3 separate regions of the Mus musculus genome follow, and regions 2 and 3 are each linked to region 1. A link is a contact called in public Hi-C and promoter capture Hi-C data. All regions are on one chromosome and are shown on one strand. The core of a region is the stretch at or near the end of the contact, and the rest is flanking DNA. Distances in the headings are between cores, read along the strand shown. Region 1 holds the start of Dgkg (diacylglycerol kinase, gamma). Region 2 overlaps Dgkg (diacylglycerol kinase, gamma). Region 3 overlaps Dgkg (diacylglycerol kinase, gamma).

The links. Promoter capture Hi-C pulls out the DNA fragments that hold promoters and counts their contacts. A called contact is a pair of places that touch in the nucleus more often than the background predicts.
Region 2: a contact with region 1 is called in a promoter capture Hi-C map of stem cell-derived epiblast-like cells, with 3 times the contacts expected there. The contact joins the enhancer-like site here to the promoter of Dgkg in region 1. A contact is called at or near these places in 6 of 39 promoter capture datasets (the C10 cell line, HPC-7-derived erythroid cells, cranial neural crest and 2 more), 7 of 484 Hi-C or Micro-C datasets (the AtT-20 cell line, B cells, the N1E-115 cell line and 4 more), 4 of 115 datasets of contacts at active chromatin or transcription factors (the HPC-7 cell line and embryonic stem cells) and 4 of 9 other capture datasets (adipose tissue, embryonic stem cells, liver and 1 more).
Region 3: a Hi-C map of ECoMG myeloid progenitors shows a contact between it and region 1, with 1.7 times the contacts expected there. The contact joins the enhancer-like site here to the promoter of Dgkg in region 1. A contact is called at or near these places in 7 of 39 promoter capture datasets (the C10 cell line, HPC-7-derived erythroid cells, the SN4741 cell line and 3 more), 10 of 484 Hi-C or Micro-C datasets (B cells, ECoMG myeloid progenitors, the HPC-5 cell line and 7 more), 2 of 115 datasets of contacts at active chromatin or transcription factors (the HPC-7 cell line and embryonic stem cells) and 4 of 9 other capture datasets (adipose tissue, embryonic stem cells, liver and 1 more).

The regions. Positions count from the first base shown.
Region 1 is chr16:22,655,643-22,658,703 of GRCm38.p6, forward strand. It overlaps Dgkg (diacylglycerol kinase, gamma), which reads right to left and starts at 1,589. Exons shown (of 25, transcript NM_138650.2): 1 at 1,307-1,589.
Region 2 is chr16:22,571,137-22,574,197 of GRCm38.p6, forward strand. Dgkg (diacylglycerol kinase, gamma) reads right to left here. Exons shown (of 25, transcript NM_138650.2): 12 at 1,464-1,580; 13 at 535-627. Among named protein-coding and RNA genes, the nearest start is that of Gm41433, 12 kb to the right of the region's middle. Within about 2 kb of position 1,670, at least 33 of the 459 cell types and tissues checked have an H3K27ac peak or open chromatin away from gene starts, as enhancers often do. A contact at or near this core is called in stem cell-derived epiblast-like cells, where this site is marked.
Region 3 is chr16:22,588,350-22,591,410 of GRCm38.p6, forward strand. Dgkg (diacylglycerol kinase, gamma) reads right to left here. Exons shown (of 25, transcript NM_138650.2): 6 at 1-120. Gm41433 (a long non-coding RNA gene) reads left to right here. Exons shown (of 3, transcript XR_875952.3): 2 at 455-621; 3 at 1,287-1,805. Among named protein-coding and RNA genes, the nearest start is that of Gm41433, 5.5 kb to the left of the region's middle. Within about 2 kb of position 1,467, at least 5 of the 459 cell types and tissues checked have an H3K27ac peak or open chromatin away from gene starts, as enhancers often do. A contact at or near this core is called in ECoMG myeloid progenitors, where this site is marked.

The DNA.
Region 1 (3,061 bases), core at 339-2,838:
ATTTGTTTTCTGATGTTTGCCCCGTGAGCCAATGTCACTCCTTCAGTCCTTTGTTGACTGTGGGGATACCCTGTACTCCAGCAAGTGGATCCTGAAGCTGCGTTTTATGAACACTGAATCCCAGGCACCAAGATAACAAAGTCGATGTCCCCTTCCAGACCAGAAGGGCAGACTACTGTCCCTCATGATGTTTGGAGGTGGTCATTGTACATCTCTAGATCTATGATGTGTCCCCTAAGGCCCCGAACCGAAAGCTTGACAAACAGTTCTCCTAGGTCCTGCTCCCCACAGGGAGGCCATCGTATGCTAATGAGGCACGGACAGATAATCTAGCAGCCGGGACAAGTGAGTCCGCAGGTCCACCCAGCACTCTTGAACGCCACTGTGGTTCAGTCACATGTCATCTGGCCCCTCAGCAGACCCTCCTGGTGCCCTCCTCCTCCCACCCCCGGCGACTGAGGGAGGGGTCTCTCCGCTACCTAGCTACCCAGAATTGCACAACGGGACTGCTTGCATATGGTGCTTTTCTTCCCTGTCCACAGCAGGGATGGAGGCAGAGCCCCTGAATCACCTGTAGGGCTTTTACGAGCTCCACAGCCCCCTCCTCAAATTCTAGTTCACTAGTTCTGAAGAAAGAGACATCAGGAGATATGTGTGCGGGGGTCTTGAGGAGTTCTCGTGTATGTCCCACGGCCTCACAGCCCCACAGGTAATTCTGGAGGTTCCCTTATAGAGATACCAACACAGACAGGTCTTGTGACCCAAAAGAAACAGGCCGATATTAGATTCCCACGACGCTACCCCTTTTATTTGCCAAGGTGTCTGTATTCTCTTCAGCTTCTCTCTAAACCCACCACCCTAGAGGCTTTGAACTTGGAGTGTCCCAAAGTCTCAGAACCCTGCGAGACTGTCAGAGGCTCTGGCGGCCAGACAGCAGAAAGACATTCTCTGCTCCCCGCAGCCCTCGGGTTCCCTGTGCCGCGCTCTGGATACCCTGGAGTCAACGTAAGAAAGGATGGCATTTGACCAGTTGCTTCAGCAAATTGCCCGAAGCAAGGCCGCTTGTCCTCTGCACACCTTCGCTTCTGCACCGACCACATAGGGAGGGGGCCCCACCCTGCCCAGTCCACTGGCGCATCCCCTCTGGCCAGGGTTTGTGGCAGGTGGCGCGGTCAAGATGAGCGCAGGGGCCTCGTCTGCAGTTCCTTTCCCTATCGCGGGACCCACTCTTGCTTTGCCCTGGCTCTCCAAGTTGCTGCCGGGTCCCCCCAAACTGGTGATCCCTGGTTCGCGGTCGCGGTCTTACCTCACCATGCAACACTTGGTTGCGCGCTTGCCGGGGGCGCTCCCTCCTAGCCGCTTATTCCCTTACTTGGGAGGAAAGAGGAACCGAGAGACAGAAGGGGACCGAAGCGGGCGCCCGGGCGATCTCCCGGTGCAGCCCTCTCTGGGGCGGAGACATCAGGCAGCCACCAGGGTTGGCGCCCCGGGGTCTTCCGCCTTCGCTGCTGGAAGGGAAGGCTGCCTCTGCTACCCGCTACGGCACTGCGGCTCTGCACCCTGTCCCTCGCAGCATCGCAAGTCCAGCTGCCACTCTCGCTGCGGAGCCCTGCCCCCCGGGCGCAGTGCCCGCCCCCGCCACACACCCGCGCGCGCAGACACACGCGCACCCCACAAACACACTGGTGCACACACATAAACACGTGCTGCGCGCACACTCGCACACCCACGGATGCGTTGGGTGGGAACCTCTGTACATGATCAGGGCACTCCTGGCTGGCAGGGCTTTGGTCAGAGTGCTGGTTGGTGGCTGTGAGAAACCAGCTGACATCAAGGTAGAGGACATTACTTGAAAAATACAATGTCCTCTGGCTGTTTACGTTCCTTAACCTAGAAACCTAGGGGTCTGAGCTGCCTAAATATTCCAACCAAAGCAAAGAAAAATATATTAACATAAAAATAAATCAACAAGTTCTCTGTTTTCTAGGAACTCGCTGTCTCTGATGTCCATTGTCATCGATCCCGTCCAGAAGGACATTTCTGACAATCTTGACCCAGTGGCAGCAGATTGGTGATTATTTCTCCTCTGCAGGCATACATGGTCGGGATCAATCTAGCTAAGCAGAAAGGGGCTCTGATGGATGGGTAAGGTCTCAGGACTAAAGATTATGATTTTTCTCCTTTGTCTTTGCATGACATTGGGTAGTCTTCCTACAGGACAAATAAAACACTTCTAAAACAAACAAAATATACATGCACAAGAAAAAAGAGAACTAGAAAAAAAAAAGGAAAAGTAGAAAATTAGAGAAAATGACGTGGGATTGAGGATAAGGCCCAAGAGGCTGCAGTGGCAGAGGCACGGGGACCTGTGGGACCTTTTCTTTCCATGACGCGGGTGTCTGCGTAGGGTGGCAGCAGCGGCGATGTTATTTCAACAGAATGACTTTTGTCAGTTTCACACCACATTTAGAGTCACCAGGAGTTTACTCTCATCTGTAAAATATGTGGAGTTCACCCGTTTCCACAGCCAAGAATTCTCTTCTGCCAGTGGGCAGTGGAGGTCCCTGTGTGGAACTGCAGCCAAGAAAAGCTTTTTTTTCGGAACGCAGAGGAGCAGGGGACTGTGTGTCTAGGCATCTGGGGAGGAAGCTGCAGACGTGACTGTTGAAAAGCACTGAAAGACCCAGTGGTTAACTCATCCCTGGCCACTAGCAGGGGGTGATGGAACCAAGACAGAACAGAAGTCCTGAGAGCTCTTACACTTCCTTCCGCATGATGATAAGGGCAAAGCCAATGGATGGATGGATGATACCCTGTGCTCACACTTCATCCACAATCCATTCTTTGATCCAGGGCCCCTGGGTAGCTTCTCAGAGCTGCCCTCAGCCAGGCTGACACACTTGGTGTGAGGGTGTTCTGTAACACGTGTGTGAGTTTGTCCTTCATCTTCTTGTTTCCATGTCAGGTACTGACTTACTCATTCCGAGAATATTTATTAAAGTTCCTGCTATCTTTTCAGGCACTTCGCACTGACTCCCGTCATGGACCTCACCTGGGAGAA
Region 2 (3,061 bases), core at 420-2,919, 84 kb before region 1:
CTGACAAATGGATTTCCAAAGTGGTGATTTTCCTATAGGATTTTAAATGAGAGGGGGGAAAAAAGTATCTATTCCAGTCAAGGGTGAGAAGGAAGGGTGGGCGGGGCTTGGCAACACTTTAAAGATGGAAGTGCTGTCTTCAGAGGCAGGAAAGGCTTCAGGTGGTGGTAGTACCGGGAGCTTCATTTGTTTCCAGATATGTCTGAGACCCTTGGGTGCAAGCCCTTGAGAGAATACAGGAGAAACCTGGCAAGGATGAGAGGCCAAGAAACCTGGCCAAGTGCAGGTGGCTGTTTGAGCTGGGCTCTGCCTCAAGGATGCTTAGAAGGGATGCTCTGAACACCTGGAAGCAGCGGTCGGAAACTGCTGTGTCAGAGCTTTCTAGTTCAGTCTGACCGGCATAGCACTAACTTCTTTTAATCACTCACCAAAGCAAACACCCTGGGAATTGGTGGGGTAAAGTGGTAAATGTTGTCCGTCTCTGACCCCTGAACCTGGAAAAGCCAGAGCCCTGGTGGGGGCAGGACCACTTACTCCGGAGACGGGGCATATGGAGGTAGGCAGCAAAATGTGGTCTTTGAGTTCCCCACCGTCGCACACTGTCGATAATTCACATTTGCGGTGAAACTGGAGAGAAAAATGAAGGTGAGGATGAGCAGAAGTGACCAAGGAGACACCGGGTAGGAAGGCGGTGTGTCGAGATTTTTCTGGGGAAGCGAGCTGTCCCGTGCCCCTGCGTCTCGGAGCACTGCTGCCTTTGGCTTTGGCAGGTTTGTTGAGTATGTGTGAACATGTAGCATGTCTCCCAGGGGCACAGAAATGACATCTAGAGCTGTGCTTCGAATGTGGCACCCTGAGTGGTTCTATATCCCTGTCTCTGGATCTCTGGGTTAGAAATTCTGAAGGACAGCTACCTCTGAGAAACCCGTGGGAGGCTGGAGGAAACCAACAACAGAACCCCTGCATCGCGAGAGGCGCTTTGTCTGGCTTGGAGGAGCCTCCCCTTTAGGGCTGATACCTAGCCAGGGGTACACAGCCTGGAATTGGCTTTGGGAGGAAGTTTGGGCAGTTCTGAGGCACCTGTCACGTTGAGAATGGTTGTGAACTCTGGCACGAGCTTGGCAGTAGCAAGACCAGGCCCCTGGGCAAGGGAGAGTGCTGCTGAGAGGAAAGTGCCTTTGGGCCAAAGTCTAACTCTAAGGTTAGAGGGGGCTTTCTAGGATTTAATCCCTCTCCAGTAATTGAACGGTAGGAAGGCAGCAGGTTGGCTAACTTCTTTCTCGGGCAACTTGAGGAGTCATTGGCGGCTGAGAGGCTCGAATGGGTCCGGGGGGGTTCTGGGCTAGCCTCAGCCCTTCACTCTGCACTGCACTTGCCTCCGGAGGGATGTTCACTACCCCAGGCTACAGCTCGAACAAAACCCACACTGAAAAGAAGTAGGGCCTCCCTGGGCACCGACCCACCGTCATCCGGCACCACACGCAGTGCCGCGCGGTGACACTCTGGTAGCACTTGATACTTTTGTGGCACCGGTCACACTTGACGGAGGAGTTCCCTTCCACCCACGCATGCTGCATCACCTGTGGGAGGGAAGGGAAGGATACCAGGGAAGGCAGTGGAATCACGCCCCTGGGCCCAGGGCTACAAAGAAGTGGGCGGCGCGAGGAGCCCAGAGGGCCCTGTTTCCTCAGTGTGGAAGCTTATTGGATGCAGAGCTCCACCTGCCTGATCACCGCTAAGCTAAGCAAAACAGGTTAGACCGGTGGTTCCATTTTGCCTGTCCCAGCTCTCACCCCAGCAGGCAAGCATCTAAGCTGCAGCTCAACTGCATCCCTGTCTCGTAGAACTCGCTGTCGAGACTTGTCCTCTTGTGGGCCCCTTTCCGGGAGGCAGTGTGGTGCAGTGGAAGCCGGAGGGCTCCGCGGGAGTCACCGACTTTGCACGTCACAGCATGCTAACTTTTGGCCAGTTTCTGGACCTGTCTGAGTCTCTGGCCCCTCCTCTTTAGACAACAGCATGAGGCACCTCTGGGATACACTGAACTGCACATCTGGGAGGCTTCTGTGGTGCACTTCCATGGTTAACTTACTTCCTTTCCCTTTGCCTCCTCAGTGGGCTGTTGCAATCACCTGAGGACTCTAGAAATCTTAGTGCCCATCCCGCACTCTGAATGAAGGAATGTCGCCCCGGGTGCTGAGCTACCTGGCTGGGAAATGTCACCAGGGCAGGGCGGGATAGTGGTGGTGGTGGTGGTGGTGGTGGTGTTTGTATGCATAATGCTAACAAAATCATGAACCTCTGAGCCATTGCCTGGGAGCCTCCACACTCAGATCTCTCCTCCTGGAATCCCATAGAACTCAAAATTTCCCACCAAGGTGTCCTGAAGCACCGCAGGAAGATGTGGGAAAGAGGGGGCATATCTCAAAATGCTCAAGTTCAAATGTTATATTAGAAACACATGAAATATTTACATGATATAATCCATATTTGCATTAAACAAGAATAAGTGCTTTAAATTTCTTAGCAGCCAAATTGTGTGGCACTATTCACCCAGAATAACTTTACTAATTTATTGCTCCAAAACACACATCACACTTGATTTGTAGCTTCTCAAATTCAGCCGCATCAGTGAGGTAGACAAAGAAGTCACTTTGTGAACTTGAATTCTACATGGTTACACAGACTATGCCACTGAGATTATTGTTTCCATTTTGCAGAGGGACAAGTAGAGGCTTCAGAGAAGTGAATGACTGGCTCCGGGTTCCAACTGTGAGTAGCCACCCAGGGACCTACAGCCCGGTCTATGGACTCAGGGTTGGTTGCCCCAACACTGCGTTGCTTTCTTCAGCCTGTCTGGGGTCTGAAGAAATGGTGAGAGACTTGGGTTGCCCCTGCAGGCTCACAGGGTTGTGGATGTGCTCTACCGGGCCCCTCAGCCATGTCACCCTGCTCTCTGTGTCAGATAACGAGAGAGGGCTGAGCATAGGAGGCCCACTGTGTGCCCTGGTGGAAGCCAGGCATGGGCATGGAGCATGTGTATGGGGAGTGAGGCATGCAGTGG
Region 3 (3,061 bases), core at 217-2,716, 67 kb before region 1:
CGACATCCTTCAGGTACACTACGGGAGCATCTGAGCTTGAAGCCAGAGCACCTGGGTCTTCCCATGGGGCTGCAGCCTCTAGTTCTTTAGATGGTGCTTGTGTCTTAGTTGTTTTTGATTCTGAAAGACAAAAGGGGAACATCCAGGGACCTTCCATGCCAGTAACGATCATCCACCCTATGGCCCCATCCTCCTCCAGGTTGAGGTGAGAATGTTCTATGGGTGGCTTGGAGAATGGAATTAACAGACATTGTGTAATGTGGCCACAGAAATCCAGTCTGCAGTTATGTTCTAGGGATAGCTTCATTTTGATTCATTTAAGACTTTATTTCCTTGCAGAAAGTTTATTCATTTTTTTTTTTGGAATTTCCAGGAAAGATGGCAGTGAGTCCTGGCAATAACACAGTGAACGAAAAAATCATTTACCACACTGCTCTAAATGCTTAACTTGCAGACCCAATTCTGGATGGGCTTCCACCATATCCAAACCCTTTCTTAGTGGGGAACTTTGGAAGACTTGCGTGAGCACAGTGTCCTCAGTGGATGTATGTTGTTGGCATGAGCCAGCCATGTCAAAAGACCAATGTCTCGCACCCATGGAAGTGGCAAAGCCTTCCCCAGGTGAGGCTCAGGGGGAAGGCGAAGGCTTCCTCTGGTCCATGGATGAATGATGACGTGTGCAGGAAATGATCTCGGTAGCTCCTCCCACCATGTTAACTGCTTGAAGACTGCTCCTCTATAGAGACTGCTTCTATTGAGTTAGTGAAGCCCCTCTTGTTCAGCTGTATATAATAGTCCTGTCTCCTTTTTTTATCTGATTCAATGACCCCACCTCCCTGTTCAAGTGTATAGAATGATCACTCTGCTGAGCTTCCAGGCATGCCGTGGCTTCTCCATCACAGCCTAGACCCCTAATCAGCTTCTCTGCATCCCTGTGTCTGTCATTTCTTCATTTTCATTCCTTCACTGTCCCAGGTAGGTCAGTCTCTAGACCCATGCAAGGATGTGGTAGCTCATGATTTTCCACGAATATACCTTATGACAAATGAAGAGATTGACATCCAAGAGAAAAAGTCTACTGAGTTTTCATTTTCAGAAACTAGGAAACTTTAACTACCAAGAAAATACAGGAAGCCACTTGCTCTATGCTCCATGAGGAAAAGTTTCCCCCATACTCTGCCCCCTAGATCAGAAAATATAAAGTCCGTTGTCAGTAAGGACACTGGGGTTTTAACTTCACTATGTGAATTCTGTTCTCTGAGTACTTTGTTCTTTTCTTTCCTCAGCTTTGTTACTTTCATGTCTACCAGAAATCTCTTCTACCCAGTAAGATGTACGACACACAGGAAGCAACTGACCGTGGGATAAAGACAGTACTGCCCATGGGGCAAACCAACGTAGGTCCCATGAGGTCAACAGGCAGTAAGTGCTGATGACACAGACAAAGGTGGAGGAAGCCTCCCTCTGCAGCACTGCCTGCCGGGGAAGTCAGTATTACCACACACTCTTCAGAGAACCAAAGAGCCACATGCTGGAAGGGAGCCCTGGTCTCAAGACAACAGAGCTGAGAAAGAAGAAGGCCTACCGGTCCTGTAGGCTGTAAGAAAGGAGTCAGCTATTATTCATAACAACAGTGGAGGAGATGAGAGGTCTCTAACCTAAAGAGGGCCCAGGAAGAGACCAAGATGGAGCCTACAAAATACAGAAAGGAAGCTTCACCCGCAAGTCCCAGAGGACCAGGTGTTTGCAGGTCATTTTCTCCCTTTCTCCCTTCCTTTTTCTTTCTTTCTTTCTTTCTTTCTTTCTTTCTTTCTTTCTTTCTTTCTTTCTTTCTTTCTTTCTTTCTTTCTTTCCTTCCTTCCTTCCTTCCTTCCTTCCTTCTTTCTTTCTTTCTTTCTTTCTTTCTTTCTTTCTTTCTTTCTCTCAGTAAATTGTTTATTCTTCTTTTGGGAAATACCACTCAAGTCCTAGTTATCAGTACATTATCATACCTCTCTAATACTGGCTGATTTCTTTTTACATAATTTCAATTTATCTGAATTTGTTAACATTTAAAAACATATTTGAAGTAAATAGATTTTCATCACATTCTTCTTTCCCTTTTGTACCCCAACTCCTCCCAGAGACCCCCCTTCAATACCTGCCACACCTTTTGTTTTTTATCATATTCTTTAAAATTTATAAAATATTATAGCAATAAAAATGAGTATTTTAAAAGTTGCTTGATATAAAACAATCAATTGAACAGCCTTATGTAGATGCTTGTCTACAGCAATACTGAAAATACATATGTTTTTCTCAATATAAATTTTAGATAACTCCAAATATATTAACTGTATGATATTTTAAAATAGTATTTCACTATTAGTTTTTTTAATGAACATAAATAGATGAAGTATTTTTGTTTGTTTGTTTTGTTTTTAGTAGAGCTTAAAATCTTGGTTCATACTGTGATAAAAACCCAAAATAAGAACAATTTTTGGACATTTGAGTTCATTGTAATAAGGCTGTACTTCAATGTCCCTCACATCACCAAAGGATTTTAACTCTATAGTAGCTAAGCTAAGAGTTGACAGTTCTGCGCCAAGGAATGAATTGTAGGCACGATTTTTGAATACAGATTTCCTGCTATGGTCAAAGCTATTTGATTTGAGTGATTGTCATCATTCTCAGCCAACAGGGAACAGGTTACATTTGTTTAAGAAATGGTGTGAGTATTGAGATGGTCTATCCATGAAGTTATTCATCAACTGTTTCAATGAAGAAAGGTTCTGCTTGGAGGGTGGCACAGACGTTAGATGAAGGTAAGATTCTGTTTCCTTGGCTGTGATGACTTTGAAAAGCATTCATCTTAGAATAAGAGTAACTTATAAAGTTCTCTTCTTCAAAATTAATACAATAATTATAAATATCAAGCAAAGCATTCAGTCTCTCTTTGCTATTCTTTTACAAGCCACCTCCCAAATTAATTGTCTATGCTTCTTTTGGCTGTGTAAATAATTTTGAAATAAGTAAGCTGTTCTGAAAACCATAGTATAGTGTAAAAACACCAAATAAATAA